Linked DNA regions of Sus scrofa: all the other regions are linked to region 1. Evidence: chromatin contacts called from public Hi-C data. All regions are on one chromosome and are shown on one strand. The core of a region is the stretch at or near the end of the contact, and the rest is flanking DNA. Distances in the headings are between cores, read along the strand shown. Region 1 has its middle 120 kb from the start of MMD. Region 2 overlaps LOC110256030 (a long non-coding RNA gene). Region 3 has its middle 98 kb from the start of TMEM100.

What was found. A called contact is a pair of places that touch in the nucleus more often than the background predicts.
Region 2: a Hi-C map of subcutaneous adipose tissue shows a contact between it and region 1, with 4 times the contacts expected there. The contact joins two enhancer-like sites. A contact is called at or near these places in 7 of 47 Hi-C or Micro-C datasets (embryonic fibroblasts, heart right ventricle, mesenteric adipose tissue and 3 more) and 2 of 2 datasets of contacts at active chromatin or transcription factors (alveolar macrophages and skeletal muscle).
Region 3: a contact with region 1 is called in a Hi-C map of retroperitoneal adipose tissue, with 2.3 times the contacts expected there. The contact joins two enhancer-like sites. A contact is called at or near these places in 4 of 47 Hi-C or Micro-C datasets (heart right ventricle, retroperitoneal adipose tissue and skeletal muscle) and 1 of 2 datasets of contacts at active chromatin or transcription factors (skeletal muscle).

Annotation. Positions count from the first base shown.
Region 1 is chr12:31,839,753-31,843,390 of Sscrofa11.1, forward strand. No RefSeq gene overlaps it. Among named protein-coding and RNA genes, the nearest start is that of MMD, 120 kb to the left of the region's middle. Within about 2 kb of position 1,944, at least 24 of the 83 cell types and tissues checked have an H3K27ac peak or open chromatin away from gene starts, as enhancers often do. A contact at or near this core is called in mesenteric adipose tissue, retroperitoneal adipose tissue, skeletal muscle and 1 more, where this site is marked.
Region 2 is chr12:31,944,043-31,947,680 of Sscrofa11.1, forward strand. LOC110256030 (a long non-coding RNA gene) reads right to left here. Exons shown (of 3, transcript XR_002337188.1): 3 at 1-598. Among named protein-coding and RNA genes, the nearest start is that of TMEM100, 68 kb to the right of the region's middle. Within about 2 kb of position 1,954, at least 31 of the 83 cell types and tissues checked have an H3K27ac peak or open chromatin away from gene starts, as enhancers often do. A contact at or near this core is called in mesenteric adipose tissue, retroperitoneal adipose tissue, skeletal muscle and 1 more, where this site is marked.
Region 3 is chr12:31,914,302-31,917,939 of Sscrofa11.1, forward strand. No RefSeq gene overlaps it. Among named protein-coding and RNA genes, the nearest start is that of TMEM100, 98 kb to the right of the region's middle. Within about 2 kb of position 1,725, at least 5 of the 83 cell types and tissues checked have an H3K27ac peak or open chromatin away from gene starts, as enhancers often do. A contact at or near this core is called in retroperitoneal adipose tissue, where this site is marked.

The DNA.
Region 1 (3,638 bases), core at 694-3,193:
GTCATCATGAGTGAGATTCTAGGAGGAGATGGGGGAATAGGAAAAGTGTTGCAGGGAGTAGAAATGTGAGAGAGACAGAAAGCAGGAATAGAAGTAGAAGGAAGTACATGTGAGAGGAATTTGCAGGGAGGCACAGGCAGCTCCCCAGGTCTCCCTGAGTGACACTTGAGCAAGAAACAGGCCACCTCCATTGAGTCAATCCTCGTTGGCGAAGAATAGCCCTGGGTCCTGGTGGAATGTGTGGATCAGTAGAGGATGCTCAGTGTTTCGTGCGTTCTGAGGTAGAAAGCACTGGAGTGTGGCTGCTGGACACACCAGATGTCTTGCTTTAATCCTCCTTTCAAACTGTCAGTGGGTTAAGGATCAGAGGTTGTCACTGCTGTGGCTCTAGCCTCTTGCTGTCGTGGGGGGTTTGATCTCTGGCCTGGAGAACTTCTGCATGCTGCAGGCATGGCCCAAACCAAAACAAACCCTGAAACAAACAGGTCACTCAAACTGGAGGCCACCAGGAATCTCAGAAGGAGTCACACTTGCAAACACAGTGACCTCTTCTACCAAGTTGCTGGCTTTTGACAAAATGGACAGAGGTCTGTTGTCTGTCCCTTTAACAACATAGACAGAAGGTAGTAACCCATAGAAGGCAAGGGGGGGTGTGATATTTCTCCATCAGCTGCAGCCACTGATGGAACTTTAATCTTTCTGTTTTCTGGATCTGGTATTAGCTGGGGCCAAGTATCAGCTTATTTCCTTGATAGACAAGGAGATGATGCAGTAGTAGATGGGGTGAGGGGTGACCTGGTGAGGGAGGAGGTGGGGACAGAGAGGAGGCAGGGCCCCAGAAGACCACAAGGGAGGAGAAGCAAAACAGGTTTCTTGGAAATGAAACTGCTTCTAATAGAGAACAGCCTGATGTGATAAGAGCAAAGTAATCAAAAACACAGCTCTCATTTCCCTGGAAGTGGAGAGCCAAACAGCAACTGGGCTGTAACTGTTTCCAGCACATTGATCTGTCCCAAGTCCTTCCCCAGGCCCTGGGTGGGGAATGGGGTGGGGGAATCTTTCTTCAAAGGCTCCCCACTGACTCTAAGGCAAAGAGTGCAAAGCCTTGGAAACAGGGAGCCCTCCTCCTTTCTCCACCTCCCAAACAATATGGTTCTTATCAGCACTACAAAGAGGTGGGTGGAGAGTCTCCTTGCTCAGACCCCCGTTTCTAAATCCCCCTTACCTGCCCCCTCCAACTGCTTCACTAACTCAGCCAGTTCAGAAAATACTGCCCACACGCTTGCCATTCATTCCCCTGCTGTGCATCTAATTCTGAAAGGCAGAAGGTACATGGAATCCAATTCACACAGCTCAGGATGGGAGAACTTCATTCCATCGCCCTAGTTCAAAGGCGTCAGTGGTGGGATTTGATATTGGATCAAAGAGCCTCCCCTCTCCCTCCCTCCTAACGTTTTGTTTTGGCTGATCTCCTCCTAAGCAGGATCCCCAGAGCTTTCTCAAGCTTGTACCAAAACACAGTCTGACTTTTTGCACCATTCAAAGACGGCAGTTTCTGAAATCTGGCAGGAGCAGTCTGTTTCTCTGGCAGCTGGACAAGGGAAGAGGCAGGTCTCAGGGAAGAAAGTGAGACCTTGACTCTAAGCTGAGAGCTCAGTGAACCTGAAGGAACAGTTCCAACGTGAACTCAGCATCTTTATTTACTCCTTTTTTACTTCATTTACTCCAATGGCAGGAGGCAATTCTAAGGCAGAGGTGGCTTTGCAAAGGCAAGGTGAACCTTTGACCTTTCAACTAAAGCCTAGTTGGGGAAGTGATTGAGAAAGGGCAGTTATGTAACTTTCCCACGTGTTAGCTGGAGACAAGCCTGGGCACTGGTCCCTCTGTAAACGTTCCTCTCTTGATCCAAATGGGCTCTGGGTTTCTGAATCCTGGATGTGACTTGGTGGAACATGATCTCTCCTCTTTTGTAACTGTCGTGGAGCCCAGCACAACCATGCTGATTGAGTTCAGACTGTGTGTGGGGCCCTAGGAGGAGCTAAGTGCTGTGGTGGCTGTTGCAAGAATGGAGGACATGATTTATGGCCTAACAGGAGAGGAAAGACACATTGCCTAGTTTACAAATGGTTTAGCTCAGACTTACAAGGTGTAGAGATGAGTACAAATTAATAGTGAAAGCAGGGTAAAAAACAATTTATTTATCTGACACTTAGAAATTTTATACAAGATTCACTGAAAGCTCTATTAGGTCAAGGATTTTGCTCTGTGTTATTTCCTATTGTATCCCCAATGGTGTTGTTTCCTACTGCATCCCCAGTACCTAGAATACTGCCTGAGCATACTTCACATATTAGATGCTCAATAAAATGCTGTTGAATGAATATATCTACTCCGGCACCAAACCTTTGATATGAATTACCAGTTAAAAATCTTTCCTCAATTCTTCATAATTTTTATTGGTACCATAAAGGTAAGAGATGAAACTTAAATTTTACTTGGTGACTCAGGGCTGATTGCAATCTCATCACACCATTATAAGAACAGGATAGCTTTCCTCAAGTACGTGAGTGTATTGGCGGCTGTTTGCCCATTTTTATGGCCTCCAATGATCTTGAGTTCCACTGTTTATTGTTTTCCGCTATTCTCTTTCATGGGAAAATTGTGGCTTTAACATCTTTTTAATTAATTTATTTATTTTGGCCAGGCCTGTGAAACCATCTGGCACAGGAATGGAACCCTGCGCCACAGAAGTGACAATGCAAAATCCTTAACTGCTAGGCCACAGGGAACTCCTTCTCATTCTTTTTAAAAATTCTTTGGGCATCTTCTTATAGCCTCCTGAGTTCTGATTTGCTGCTTTGAAACTGGAATTGGAATGGGCTACTCTAGTGGGAGAAAGTGCAGGCCTTGAAGATCTGGGTTGGGTGTTACCTCTTAACTTTACATGTGTAACTGACAAGCTGATTAACCCCAGTGGGGCTCAGTGGCCTCATCTTTGAAACAGGAACAACAATCCCTCATGGTTATTGTGAGAACACAACAAAATAACAAATGTCAGTCAGATGCCAAGGAACTCCCAAGCCTATGAAAACAGAATATCATTTTAATGACCGTGTTTCTCCCATGTCCCCACCCCAGAACTCTGCACCTCTTACCCTATTTCTGCTTCTGTTAGTTCCTGAGGAGTGTTACTTTTGCATGTTTTTTTTCTTCTGCTCCCACCCTAGCTGGCCATGTGTGCTGCTCTCAAAATGAAGCCTCAGCACTGCTGTAGCTGCATAGGTGAGCTCCAGAGTGCTCACCTGTATTCTCAGGGGTGTGGGCACTACTCGGTTCTGGAAGGAGGAAAGAAGGCTTTCTTCTTAGCTGGGTGGGACCATAGCACCTGGGGTGTGAAGTAGCCCTACCTGTATTCAGAGTCTCACAAAGCTTTCTGAGAACAATTCAGGCAGCTTCTGTGCTTCATTTCTTGCTTAGAATGTCGCTGTCATGAAAGAACAGCTGCATCAGTTCCTGGCCTTCCTGCCCCTGGCCCTGGTGACAGACTCCCAGCCAGTGGGGCTGTGTGGGAATAGGTACCCTTCTCCCTACTCTAGTCATATTCACACTCTTCTTGGCTCCTTCTTCCTGGAGTCAAA
Region 2 (3,638 bases), core at 704-3,203, 100 kb after region 1:
TCAAGAGCCAGAGGGCCAACTGTGGTCAGAATCAGGGAGCATAGCAGCTCCTTAGCCCCTGGAGCTATTTCTGTTCATGCAGCGCCAGGCATTTCTGGTTGAATGCTGCCACTCACAGCACTCACACAAAATCTGGAAGCCATTTGGAGTTCAAAGGCACCCACAGACTTTGGCAAAGTGAAACTGGGGACAGATCCTGGCAGTACAAAGTACAGTAACATACACATCTGTTTAAGAGGTTCAGAGGCTTCTTGGTGGTGTTTCTGGCTGCAAAGTTACTGAAGAAAATCCATGCCTGAAACATTTTCTCTAAGCCCCAATCCAGTTGAGTTTGGAACAAGACCGGGGAGCACCCTTAATGCAATTTGTGGAATGTCCAGTACAATTTATGGAGTGTCCACTCTTAGTACAATTTAAGGGGTTGACTGCCAAAGGTCAGGAAATGAGGGGACTGGCTCCACCGTCTTCTCAGCATTCAGTAGGTAGGTATTTGATCTTCCTGACTGCTCAGAATGCAAATTGGATCTCTAGATGCAATGAACCCAGAGTCTTCTTGGAGCAGGCAACAGACTTCCCATGATTCTCAGCTTCAGAATTTCTGAACCAATAACCAAAAAGAGACGTAGTCAATTCTCTTTCTTATTTAGTAACCCCTTTCCTTGTCTTCCTTCTCTTCATTTTTTTTCTCCTCTATGCTCCATCTTCTTACCCCCCTTACCATTCTTCCTCACCCTTCCTGTCTTCAGCTCCTTCTTTCCCCCTCTCCCTTTCCCCTTCCCCTGCTTCCTTTTCCCATGGCTCTTGCTGTTGATCCTCTTAGAGCTCAACTTTAGCAGAGGCTGGCACAAGACAGTTTAATCTAGACTCTTGCCACCTTCTGGATCACTGTCATGTGGTTCCTCATGACTGAGAGGGAAGGTGCTTTCCTCTGGGGTTCATGAGTCAGAGCCCTGAGACATTCCCTCTAGCCACCTTGTTGGCAACTCATCTCCCTGCAGAGAAGCTGGGCAAACTTCCAGAGTGAGACACGGAGGCAGAAACCTCTGGGGAGATCCACTGGGAGTCACCAGTGTGGGCTTTAAGGAGAGGGAGGGTGTGGAGCCTGGAAAGAAGCTGACAACTGGTGATCTAGTCACACCTTTCCCTGTGAGTCCTTAGACAAGGGATCTTCTCTCTCTTTGCCTCAGAGTTCTAGCTGCAAAAATGAAAGTGCTGGCCTCAAAGGGCTTTTCCTGTGTCTTAGTTTATTGCCATAAAAGTATAGGGTATAGGCTTATCTCCCCCCTAACAAACATTATTCTTTTTGAGTAGTGAACAGTGTTATAGTGCAAAGGCCCCTTGAAAAAATTTCCAGGCAGAGAGAGGAGAACAATTCCTGTTTGAATCTGACCCTGAGACTGTGGGCTGCTGGTTCCACCCTGTCTTCTTCCCAGCCACCCACGGCCTCTGGCTCCCGCCTCAGTAGCCGTTTTCTCACTGACACCACCCACTGGCTCCAGGAAATGGAGCTCTTTCTCTCTCCAGCATGTGCATGGGGGAAAAAAAAAATCTTGTGAGAAACTCAAAAGAAGATTTGGAGGCTAAAAATGGAATGTTTCCTACAAATAAAACAAAGAAGCTATATTTCTGAATGCAGGCTTCTGAATGTATTTAAGACCCAAGTCCAGATAAGTGAAATCTGCCATCTATGTTGCTTGAGGGGGCTGAGTGTCTAAACTAGTAAGATCTTCAGACTCTCTCAGAAGACTTATTCACTCCAGTTTTTACAGAAACTAAATTCTGGTGTTACCACAAGAGTTCTGACAATCCCCAGAGCTGGCTCAGTGATGGGAATATGACCAGTGTTTACTAGTAAAGTGGAGTCATCTAGTGGGAGAGTGGACGGGAAGAGATCAAAGATAATCCTCATTCACCACCCACTCTGCTTCCCCAGCCCACAGCTCTGGTCCGGTTGGTTGGCTGAGTTTGCTCCTCGGCTATGAATGGAGCACATCAGCCTCCCAGTTCTACAGCCAGTTACGCCTCTGAGAACAGAAAGCCAAATTCAGAAATTCATTTGGGGAAAGAAGTACTGGTTGGTTGATTTATTTCCTTGTCATCAGACTTGGTTTTTGTCCTCGTTCATCACAGATTGTTCCTGTTGCCCTGGCAGAGCCAGAGCTACGTGAGGAGGGTCAGCCACAGCCTTGGCCTTTGCTCCACTTCTGTGGCAAGGGGCTGCCAAGTGCTGCGGGGAAGGGGTGGGGCTCAGAGATGGTTCCCACTGGGGAACATAGATTACAAGCTAGGACAATGACTTGTACTAGAAAATTCACTGTTCTTTCTAGTGAGAAATGTTCTCTCTGCAGAAGTGAAGAAGAATAGAAAATAGATTCTGTTCCTGAGAATCTCAGCAGTGCAATGAGCTGGTCTGACTCTTCTTTTTACAGTGTTTTAGTTCCAGCCTATTTACTAATTAATTAATTTTTGGCTTAGCCCAGAGCATGAAGAAATTCCCGGGGCAGGGATCAAACCTGAGCCACAGCAGTGACAATGCCAGATCCTTAACCCACTGAGTCACCAAGGAACTCCTCCAGCCTTTATTGATGATGCCTAGAGAGCACTGGCAACATATACATCTGTTATGCATATCCCTGTAGGCCCTCCTAAATTATTCTCTTCATGAATTATTTCATAAGGTGATTAATGGAAATAGACTTTATCCTTGTCATTATGCCTGGAAATCTTCATCATGGAATGGAATTTTCTCCCTGCTTCTGAATGCTTTCTGATAATCATGATTGCTCTCCAAACTTTTGGAGTTATGTCAATAAACCCTGCTTTCCTTTCACAGGTGGAAAAGCAAGGTCAAATGACTCATGGCTAACTGTCTGGACCCCTGTGAGAAATGAGACACCATCAAAAGCTGCCACCTTCTGATACTTGCCCTGCTTTGAACCCCAGGAATGTGAAAGACTGTTAGATGTAAATGTTTTAATTTAATTTAGATTCTATTTCTAAAGTCCAGTGAATGATGCAAAGTGCATAATTTCTAATATAAAACAGACACTGAAGGGACTGCGGATAAGATGTTAACTCTCAGGAAGACCAATGCTAGGAACACTTGGGATGCAAGGAGGTCCCTTAAAGTCACAATTTGTTGAGCATTTTTATTTGAGTAACATCCTGCCATTGTTGTCATCCAGTCCATGAAGGTTTTATTCTCCAAAGATGATGCTTCTGGAAATATCATTCTGACCCATGAGTGACTTCTCCCCTATGTGTCCTTGTGCCAGATGGTCAGAGGGCCACCTTTACTGTAGTGTGTGGAAATAGCAGGCTCATGAGTGGACGTGCCCGGACTCACTGCTCACCTCAGCTCCGGCTGCCTCAGTGGTAGTCACACCATCGTCTCCATTGCAGCTTCCTTTTTCAAACTACCTATCACTCCCTCCAGGAACCTTCCTCTCCCTTTGAGCTAGACATCGCTCATGCTCTTCCTGTACCCTGAGATATCACAGACAAACAAGTCTTTCTAGATGCATCTCATTTTTATAGTGCTATGTCCATGCAAGACAGGTCTCCCCAAAATGCAATCATTCTTGACTTGGCAGTCTCCTAGATTATGCCCCCCCCCAAACTCCTAGACCAAAAAATTT
Region 3 (3,638 bases), core at 475-2,974, 74 kb after region 1:
TGTATCATTGCATAGGATGAAATTTATAAAGGCATTTGTACCCTGAAAATTTCTATGCCTAAGGAAGGAGATGTTTTTATTTTAAAGCTGGGGAGATAGTTCAAATCTTTGTCCATTGGCGATGCAGCATTAGCATCTCTGTTTATCATATGATTATATACACAGACAGTTCCTAAACTGAGGTTTCTGTGTTTCTCAAGAGAATCCAATTACATCAGTTAATAAAGTCTTTTCATAAACAGGTCTCTGCAACTAATGACAGATGGGAGTGAACTTGTTATGCCATTCCTACTTAAAACGAAGGCAACTTTATGAGTCTTGATGAAAGCAGAGGAGAAGCAACCCCAAAGAAATGTAATGCTCAGTGTCTTCTTCCCATATGCTCTTTTCCTTCTGAAATTGCTTTACCTTTTTCCAGTTATTGTTTTAATTTTTGAAAAATTGGGAAGAAAACAGTGAAGTCAATCTCTACCAATATTTTCAATGGAATAAATTTTAAACACCCTAATAGTAGAATGACAGTGCGATGGGAAAGTGAATTTGACCTTGTTCATTCATTTCATCACCTCCCTTAAGGAAGTTACAGTCTCACTGAAATGTTTTAAATTGGCAGGACCTATTGAATTTCTCTCATGGGCACATTGGGTGGGTGCCTCATCTCTGGTCTTGGCTGAGATTCTGAGAGTCAGGTCTGGAATGATGAGAAGCTGAAAGATCCCTGCCATTTTAATCTTCAAACCTGAATTTTGTTTGTCTCCCCTATAGGGACCTGGTGTCTAGATTGCAGGTGATCTATCTGTTTCTGACTTGAGTCTTTTTTTGCATAGTGCTTCTGAGAACTGCCTTTTAGGGTTCTTATGTCACAACTATGAGCAATAGTTACTGTTCCCCTTTCCTGGTCCAAGAGTCTGTGAACATCTTCAAAAGCCACCTGCCTGTATTTAAAAGTTACTTCCTGGAGTTCCTGTTGTGGCTCAGTGGGTTAAGAACCTGACTAGTGTCCATGAGGATGCAGGTTTGATCTCTGGCCTTGCTCAGTGGGTTAAAGTATCCAGTGTTGCTGTGAGATGTGGTGTATGTCGCAGATGTGGCTTGGATATGGTGTTGCTGTGGCTGTGGTGTAGGCTGGCAGCTGCAGCTCAAATTCCCTCCTAGCCTGGGAACTTCCATGTGCTGCAGGTGCATCCCTAAACAAAAAAGCCCCCCCCCGCCCCAGTTACTTTCTTTACATTTAGAGTAAGATCTACAGCACCTGGTGCAGAGTACACATGTTATAAGGGGCAGTTTTCTTCTACTTTCTCCTTCAAATTTCTGTCAAGACCATAGCGCTGTGCACTAACAGGTTCAACCCTTCCTTCCATCCCTTCCTGAGCTTTGGGTCCAGCCTTTAATCTGTTGAAAAAAATGAGAATTTAGATTTTGACCTTGGCAGTTAAAGATCTTGAGTTGGAACTCAGATCCATGGTCAACTAGCATAGTGGCGTGAGGTTTAGGCACTAAACTGGACATAAAGGAGTTCCCTTGGAACCACTTGCAGCAGCTACCTTTCCTTTGCAGTCCTGCTATTGTTTGCAGACAGAATGGCTAAAGGTTATTTCTGATCCCTTGAGGACTCTATCAGGATTTATATCAGTCATTAAAAGCTCGCTGCGTAAGGCAGCTGAATGCGTCCAACAGTACAATTTTAGGCAGGAAACAGCAAGTTACTCCCATTCACTCCCAAGTCACAACAGCACTTATTTGAACACTTTATCTTGGTCCAGCTGCCAGAAAACTTTTCATTCTCCTCCCTTATACACAGGGAGCCGCCTTTCCTTGGATATCTGAACTCGGAAACATTTAACATTCTCCCAGGAAAGAACTCCATTCAAAGCTATTGTTCTTAAGTGCCGGAGTGATCGACTTGAAAGTAACTTGCGTAAATCAGTGCTGTTGATTACTAAACACAATGGTAATTACTGGGAGGATACTGAAAACACAATATGAATAATATGGCACAATTGAAAGTAGAACCCATAATGGGCTTTAAATAATATCATAGACTTGAGTTAAAGGAACAGAGTTGGCAACTATGTGGCTTGTATGCTTCTGCTACTTTCCCTGGTTTCCCACGTGGCGGGTATTGTTAAATGATCATAGCTTTCCCCTTCGGAGGCTTCAGAAGCTTTCTTGACTGGTAGTTCCATGGTCATTATCAACCAATTAGATTTGCACAAAGAACGAAAATGATTTTCTGTGCGAAATGGCCTAGACTATGAATTCTTTGAAGGCAGTGGTACTCTTTTATTCATCTCTGTGTACCTAGCACCTAGACCCCATGTTTGACATGTAATAAACACTCAGTAAATGGTTATTTAATTAGAGTATAGTTGATTTACAGTGTTGTGCCAATTTGTGGTGTACAGCATAGTGACCCATTCATATATATATACACACACACTCACATATATACATTTTTTCTCATACTATCTTCCATCATGTTCTACCATAAGAGGTTGGATATAGTTCCTTGTGCTGTACAGTAGAAACTCATCACTTCTCTATTCTAAATGTAATATTTTGCATATACCAACCCCAAACTCTTCATCCATCCCACATCCTTCACTTTCTGCCTTGGCAACCACAAGTCTTTTCTCCATGTCCTTGAATCTATTTCTGTTTTGTGAATAGGAATAAATTGTTATTAAATTGAACACCTGACAATACTCAATTTTTGACTTAAGAAGGGCTTCCCAACTGGTGTGTGTGTCTCTGTGTCAAACTGACTATAGATGTGTGAACATCTTGTCTCCTTTAGGTCTCACAGCCTGAAATGGTCAGAGTCCAAGGCAGTGACCTCTGTGAGCAGCTTCATCCAAGTACACAAGTGTGCTGTCCATATCTTATTTTGTGTTCGCCATAATATGAAAGGACTGGGGAAAAGTTGGGAAGCACTAGGTTAGATGACTCTCTATAGGTAATATTAAGTTTAAATAACATACTATTAGCTCATCTAAATGATAGCTCTGTATTAATTTATGAAGTATGTCAATTCCTTAAGATGTCATATATATAGTCACAAGAAGAAAAATATGTCAATAAAGTAAGAAAGTAATTATATCACAATCAAATCCCATTGTGTGTGCATGTGTGTGTGTGCGTGTGTGTACCATAGAGAGCAGTACCATAGGAAATGCACTTTCTAAAAAGCACACTGGTATCCATGAGGATGTGGGTTCGATCCCTGACCCCACTCAGTGTGTTAAGGATCTGGTGTTGCTGTGAGTTGTGGTGTAGGTGGCAGACACAGCTAAGATCTGGCATTGCTGTGGCTGTGGCATAGGCTGGTATCTGCAGGTCCAATTTGACCCCTAGTCTGGGAACTTCCATATGCTGCAGGTATGGCCCTAAAAAGAAAAAAAAAGTGCTCTTATGTTTCAGAAGGGGTAACCAAGGAATTCTACAGATACTGATTAGACAATATTAATGGCATTTTTATATGCAGTGTCTGGAAATACTTTTCCTGGAAGTTAAATGCTATAAGTCTTCAAAGACAAAGTCGAGCTTTCTTCTATTTACTGGTCATACTCTGAATTCTAAACGCAGTAAAAAAGGTTCAGAACCAACATCAAATACGTAAGCTGACATTGGGACCATCT